2 separate regions of the Mus musculus genome follow, and region 1 is linked to region 2. A link is a contact called in public promoter capture Hi-C data. All regions are on one chromosome and are shown on one strand. Each heading gives the region's core, a stretch centred on a gene start, on an enhancer-like site or on the middle of the called end of the contact. The rest is flanking DNA. Distances are from core to core; before and after follow the strand shown.

Region 1 (3,213 bases), core at 703-3,202, 420 kb before region 2:
GTTTGGACATGACAGCAGCATGAAGTAGCAGGTAGGTTATCATGGGACTTACTGGAAATATGGAATAGAGAAAAAAATTCCTCCTTAGAAGAGAGAGAAAAGATAATGGATCTTGGGATTCTGATAGCCTTACACCCTGCTTCATAGCTATGAAAAAAAGAGACTCAGAGAGAGTAACGTGGCCCAGGCCTACAGGAACTGCAGCCCCATTTCATTCAAACTCACCGTCTCTTCCCTGGCTATGGGCTCCTCAGCTCCAGCTGTGCACAGTAGAGACATTCCTCAAACACGGGCCTCTGATTCCACTGAGCTTCTGAGTCAGTGGATCTGGAGCCCAGCCCAGTGACAGCACTTTGCAAACTCTCACCAGGTGATGACAACATGCAGCCAGGGGAGGAAGCACAGCCTGTTCTAGAACGTTCTAAAACCCTGAACGACTCTCTGCTCAGCTCTCACCCTCCTACCTCCACAGTTGGGCTATGTGAAGGCAAGCCCTGTGGCTCTCTCCCTCTCTCCTCAAACTCTGTCTGTCTGTCTGTCTGTCTGTCTGTCTCTCTCTCTCTCTCTCTCTCTCTCTCTCTCTCGTGTGTGTGTGTGTGTGTGTGTGTGTGTGTGTGTGTGTGTGTGTGTGTGTGTGTGTGAGCTTGTCTATAGGCCAGAGGACAACTTTGGCAGTTGCCTTTTCTGGTACCATCCATCTTATCTATTTATTTTTGAACTCACCAAGGGGCTAAGCTGGTTGGCCATCAGCTAAGGAGCTGCCTGCCTCAACCTCCTGAGTACTGGGATTGTATACATGCAGCAGGCAGCAGGCAGCAGGCAGCAGGCAGCAGGCAGCAGGCAGCAGGCAGCAGGCAGCAGACAGCAGACAGCAGACAGCAGACAGCAGGCAGTACCAGCACCAGGCTTGGCTTGGCTCCCCCACCCTTTTTTTTAACCCTGAGTCCTGAGAGTTGATCTCAGGGTCTTTCTTTGGCAAGTAGAATACTCTACTGACTGATCCCTGTCTCCAATCCCAAAGCATCTTTAGTTTTATAATTTCTTTAATTACATAAGACAGGGAGATCATACATATTCACGAGGTGTCCTGTGGTGTTTTGATTCCTGTATATGTGGTGGAGTGTGGAAGCCTTCTGCTGCTCTCCTGGCTGAGGGCGTCACTTCGAGCAGCAGGAACCGAGAATCCCCCAATTCCCACCCTATGCTCTCAAAAATGCAGTGTGGATTTTAGTCTTTGGGTCCTCCCTCTTATCAGTCTGAGTTGAACTGAAGGGTTCCCGATGGACTGGCTATGCAGAAGGCCTCAGGGATCCTCCTGTCTCTGCCTCCCAGCTCTGGAATTCATTCGGGTGCTCTGGGCAGAATTCAAAGCCTCGCTTGTGCACAGGCCCTGACGTTGTTTTGTGTTTTAATTGTTCTTTGGTTCCCGAAAAAGCCAAGTCTTTGTCTTCCCCATCTTTGCTTTTTAAATGGGCACATGACACATCTTTGAGCCCTCCTTCCAAAAAGAAAACCAATCAAGTGTCCGTTGATAGGATTTTTTTTAAGAGTGGGAACGAACCAAGCCCCAGGTTAAAATCAAAGCCTTCTCTCTCTGTTTGCAGAAGGCAAAGATGTCACCAGCCCACAACTTGCAATAGTGCGGTCAATGTCTTTGATGGTCCCCTCGCTTGAAGAGCCTTTGCTGATCCCAAATGCTGTTCTCTCTGCTCTAACCATAAATGCATCCAGTTCTCAGGATGGGCTAGCTCGGGCAAACTCAGCAGAACGCGCCAAATCATCTCTTCCGACTCAGAGCGGAGCCTTCCTTGGCTAAGCTAAAAGTGAAATCAGAGCGGAGGAGTTGGAAAAACACTAATGGGATTAAAGATTAGCAGTAACACATGGCTTGGGAACTGACCTTTGACCTAACACACACACACTGTATAAATTACCCAGCAGCTTCCGGCAGCAGGCAGAAGCACCGGTCAGCTTGGGGAAGGGACACAGAGGAAGAGACGGAGTGTACAGGGACCAAGGATGATGTCAAGGAGCAAAGAGCAGGAAGACAGGAGGCTTTGAGCACACACGGCTTTGTCTATTCCAGTAACAACCCCCTTGCTGCCGCTCACCGGTTCCATGGAGATAATATTTGGCCAGAATAAGAAAGAACAGCTGGAGCCAGTTCAGGCCAAAGTGACAGGTGAGACTTCTGTATTTAGATGGGCATTTTCCTCACCCCCTCCCCCTCCCTTTATCCCTCACCCCCACTCCCACCTCCACCTCCCCTGCCCCATGTTAGAAGTTGCTTTTGGAAGCCTGGAAACCCATATATGGCAACAGGATGAGCCAGTATCCAGAAACAGTCTCTGTAACCAATAGGGTATGTTTCTACACGGTAACTCGGTGTCCACGGGGAGAGCAATCCTTTCTCACTGTCTCCAGAGGAGTGTTGGGAATGCTCCGATAGCCACGGTGCAAGTGGGGGAGACCAGAGGACAACTTGTAGGAGCTGCTTCTCGCCATCATGTCGGTCCCAGGGATGGAACCCAGGTTGTCAGGCTTGGCTGCAAGCCTCTTTCAGGCACTTATGATTACAGTGGGTAGTGGGAACTGAACTCAGGCCCTCAGGAACTGGAAGCAGTGTGTGCTCTTAGGCACTGCACCATCTTTCCAAACCCTCTCTCTTTAAGTTTTCGTAAGACAAGATAGATGTCTCTCAGTCAGGGTTACCATCGCTGTGACAAAACACCCTGAACAAAGCAACTTGGGGGAGGAAAGGGCTTGGCTTCCACTCTCTGCATCCCTGTTCATCATCTAAGAAGTCAGGACAGGAACTCAGGGCAGGAACCTGGAAGCAGGGGCTGATGCAGAGGCCATGGGGGGTGCTTACCAGCTTGCTCCCCGTGGCTCTCTCTTCATAGATAGTTGATGGAGAGCGCTCCTGAAAGTGATCCTTCAAACTCAAACACGCTAAGGCTCAGGTGCCACCCTCAAGTCCACATTCACCTCATTACTTGAAGCAAGACCTCTCACCAACCTGGAACTTACCAGTTAGACTGACTAACAAGTCCCAGGAATCCTCCTGCCTCTGCCTCCCCAGCACTGGGATAACAAGCCCATGTTATCTCTCATGGCTGACCTTTTGTCACATGGGTTTGGAAGGCCAGCTCAGGACCTCCTGCTTGTGTGGTAAGCACTTTATCCACCGAACCATCTCCCCAGCCTCTAGAA
Region 2 (3,188 bases), core at 174-2,673:
AGCCGTATGGTGATTCAGTAGTGACCATCTGCATAGTAGTGTAATCCGAGCCCTTGGGAAGCAGAGGCAGGAAGATCAAGGCAAGTTTAAGGCCAGCTTAGTCTACATAGTCCCAGGTCAGCCAGTGCTACATAGTAACATCCCGTCTCATCCAAAGGAAACTTTAATAGACAACAAACACGTATTTTGTCTATGAAAAACAAAACAAAACAAAAACAAAAACAAAAAACCCTGTAATATGTAGCCCTCAAACAATTTGCATTTTGTTCTGTGTCTGGGGATATTTTTAATGTACATATTAGAGGCTTTAGTAGTAAATCTTTTTATGTTCGTGTGTGTGTGTGTGTGTGTGTGTGTGTGTGCGCGTGTGCATGGAGTCAGAGGAATGGGTTTATTTATTTATTGGACTTGGGGGGGGGGTGAGTTCCTTACTTTCTTTTTTTTTAAGATTTATTTATTTATTATATGTAAGTACACTGTAGCTGTCTTCAGACACCCCAAAAGAGGTCATCAGATCTCGTTACGGATGGTTGTGAGCTACCATGTGGTTGCTGGGATTTGAACTCAGGACCTTCCGAAGAACAGTCAGTGCACTTAACCACTGAGCCATTTCCTCAGCAACTCCCCCCACCCAGTTACTTTCTACTGTGTTTCTTGAGGCAGAGTCTCTCACTGAACCTGGCTGATTCAGTGAGGCTGGCTGCCTGTGAGCAGCAGGGCTCCTCCAGTCTCCCTGTCCCTGGCAGAGGCCGTTCACCAACCCAACCCCACCCCACCCCACCCCACCCTTATCTGATGATAACTGAATTCAGATCCTTCAGATGATTCCGTGGCAAGAACTCTATTTGCTGAGGCCTCTCCCAGCTCCCTGACACTTTAAACATAATTCTCTCGACTAATGCATTTGCTAGACCTGGCTTTCCAGTTTTTGGTAGTTTGAATCTGCCCTACATCAGTCTTCCTCCCATGTTGTTTGAAATTAGTCCCGTGTTTAAGGTTTGTTTCTTCAACGGGTGTCTGCTTTTTGGGTTTTTATGTTATCCCATGTTTTCCTATATCAAATATTGTTTCTGGGAACTTTTTTTTTTTTTTAATAGCTAAACTTAGGCAAATTCTCTGTGGTTTTCACTGGATAGATTTCTAAACACAGCTGTGTGGTGGGCTTGGATGATGTGGTCAGTTTTCCTAAGGAGACTCTAGCTTCTGTCCCGCTCCCGCCCCATCATCCACTCTCACCAGGATGCAGGCTTCAGCCTTTAGAGGCCTGCAGTGGAGCAGCAGAAACTGTGCTTGCTGCAGTCAGGTGTGGCAAGGCTTTCTTCCCGCCTGCGGGCTGTTTGTTCTGGCCCAGGCCCGCCAAGCCAAACCTCAGGACTGAGCAGGCTGCTTTTGGCTGGAGGGCTGCGGAGGCTGCCTCAGCACCAGCTAGATGGAATGGAGGATGGGGGAACTTTGGAGCCTTTTCCTGTGTGGCTGAGGCGGCCAGCCCAGCCTTTCTTTCACTCCACATGTCAGGTCTGGGAAGTAGTATGCTTTTCCAGTCTCCTCAGGGCGAGAGGTCTGGTTTGAGGGAAATCAGGAAGTCCCGGGTGGGGGTAGGCATGAAGATCCAAGTGCAGCCCTCAGCATCTAAGTGAAACAGTTGGGTGGTTTGGCACGATGTTTGCTATCCATGCGCTGGGGAGGGGAGCAGAGATGGATTCCTGGGACTTGCTGATCAGCATCCTTTCCAAGCATGTAGGCAATCCCACTCCATCCCGCTCCCCGCCAGGCATCTCCCCTTGGGAACTTCATCAGGTAAGCTCCAGGGGAGAGAAACGAGGTGTGTAGTTCCTGAAGAACAGCACCTGAGTTCTGGCTTTGGCATGACTATGTACATGTATGTACATATGTGAACATACGTGATGGTTAGTTTTATGTGATTCTTTTTTATTACATCTTTATTTGTTTTGTGTGTGTGTGTGTGTGTGTGTGTGTGTGTGTGGTGTGTGTGTATATGCAAATCTGCCATGGCAAGTGTGAAAAGGTCAGAGGGTGACTTGGGGGAATTTGTTTTCTCCCCCTCTCTGGGATCGAACTCGGGTCCTCAGGCTTGGTGGCAGGCAGCTTTACCTGCTGAGCCACATCACTGGCCTGTGGGGGGAGTTTTTGTTGTTAACCCAATGAGGGTTGGTCTGGGAAGGAAAGGGCTTCTCTGAAGGTGGGCCACACCCCAGCACTGAAAGGGAAGGTGTGATGGAGCGAGCTGACAGTGCAACTGTCTGTCTGCAGCTCCTGCCACTCAGGTCCTCCTCTCACAGAGCGACTGTGGCCGGGATCTGTGAGCGAATAGAAACTCCCCCTCAACAAAACTGAAACTTAGACAGTATGCAAAGATGCTGTACACATAGAGTAAGGCCTGAACGACTTTCTGACGGGGGTGGGGTAGGTAGGTGGGTGGGGGGGAGGGGATGTGGTTCCAAAGACAGGGCCATGCAGAGTTGCCAAGGAGAGCTGACGGGAGTGGGTGGTTCCGTGTGGCTGTGTCCTCACTGGTGCACAGGGGAAGCTTAATAAATGCAGACGTTAGATCATAACCCCCCCCCCCCCCCATTCCTCCATTCCTCCAGCTCGGACTGAACATCTTCTCTGTCCCTTAAACTACCACTGAATTTTTTTTTTTTTTTACATTTACTTAGCATGTGTGTGTGTGTATGTATGTATGTGTATGTATATGTATGTATATGTGTGTGTATGTGTGTGTGGATGTATATATGTGTGTATGTAGGTGTGTATGTAGGTGTGTGTGTAGGAGTATATATGTGTGTATGTAGGTTGTGTGTAGGTGTATATATGTGTGTATGTAGGTGTGTGTGTGTAGGTGTATATATGTGTGTATGTGGATGTGTGTATATGTAGGGATATGTGTGTATAGGTGTGTGTATGTGTAGGTGTGTGTATGTGTAGGTGTGTGTGTGTAGGTGTGTATGTAGGTGTGTGTGTGTGTTTATGTGTGTATATAGATATGTGTATATGTAGGGGTATGTGTGTGTGTGTGTGTGTGTAGGTGTGTATATGTGGGTGTGTGCATGTGTAGGTGCTAAGGTGTGCATGTGGAAATCTGAGAACAAATTAGGAAAGTTATTTTTCTCTTCTCATTTTCACGTAGGTCCTGGGGATCAAACTTAGGTGTGCAGAGTTAGCAGCCG

Evidence for each region. Promoter capture Hi-C pulls out the DNA fragments that hold promoters and counts their contacts.
Region 1: a contact with region 2 is called in a promoter capture Hi-C map of hippocampal neurons, with 2.7 times the contacts expected there. The contact joins the promoter of Bco1 here to the enhancer-like site in region 2. A contact is called at or near these places in 8 of 39 promoter capture datasets (the HPC-7 cell line, cranial neural crest, embryonic stem cells and 4 more), 2 of 115 datasets of contacts at active chromatin or transcription factors (fetal liver and large pre-B cells) and 3 of 9 other capture datasets (adipose tissue, embryonic stem cells and liver).

What each region holds. Positions count from the first base shown.
Region 1 is chr8:117,093,913-117,097,125 of GRCm38.p6, forward strand. It overlaps Bco1 (beta-carotene oxygenase 1), which reads left to right and starts at 1,953. Exons shown (of 11, transcript NM_021486.3): 1 at 1,953-2,182. The coding sequence starts at 2,119.
Region 2 is chr8:117,515,693-117,518,880 of GRCm38.p6, forward strand. All of the region lies in intron 2 of Plcg2 (phospholipase C, gamma 2), which reads left to right. Among named protein-coding and RNA genes, the nearest start is that of Plcg2, 19 kb to the left of the region's middle. Within about 2 kb of position 1,424, at least 37 of the 459 cell types and tissues checked have an H3K27ac peak or open chromatin away from gene starts, as enhancers often do. A contact at or near this core is called in hippocampal neurons, where this site is marked.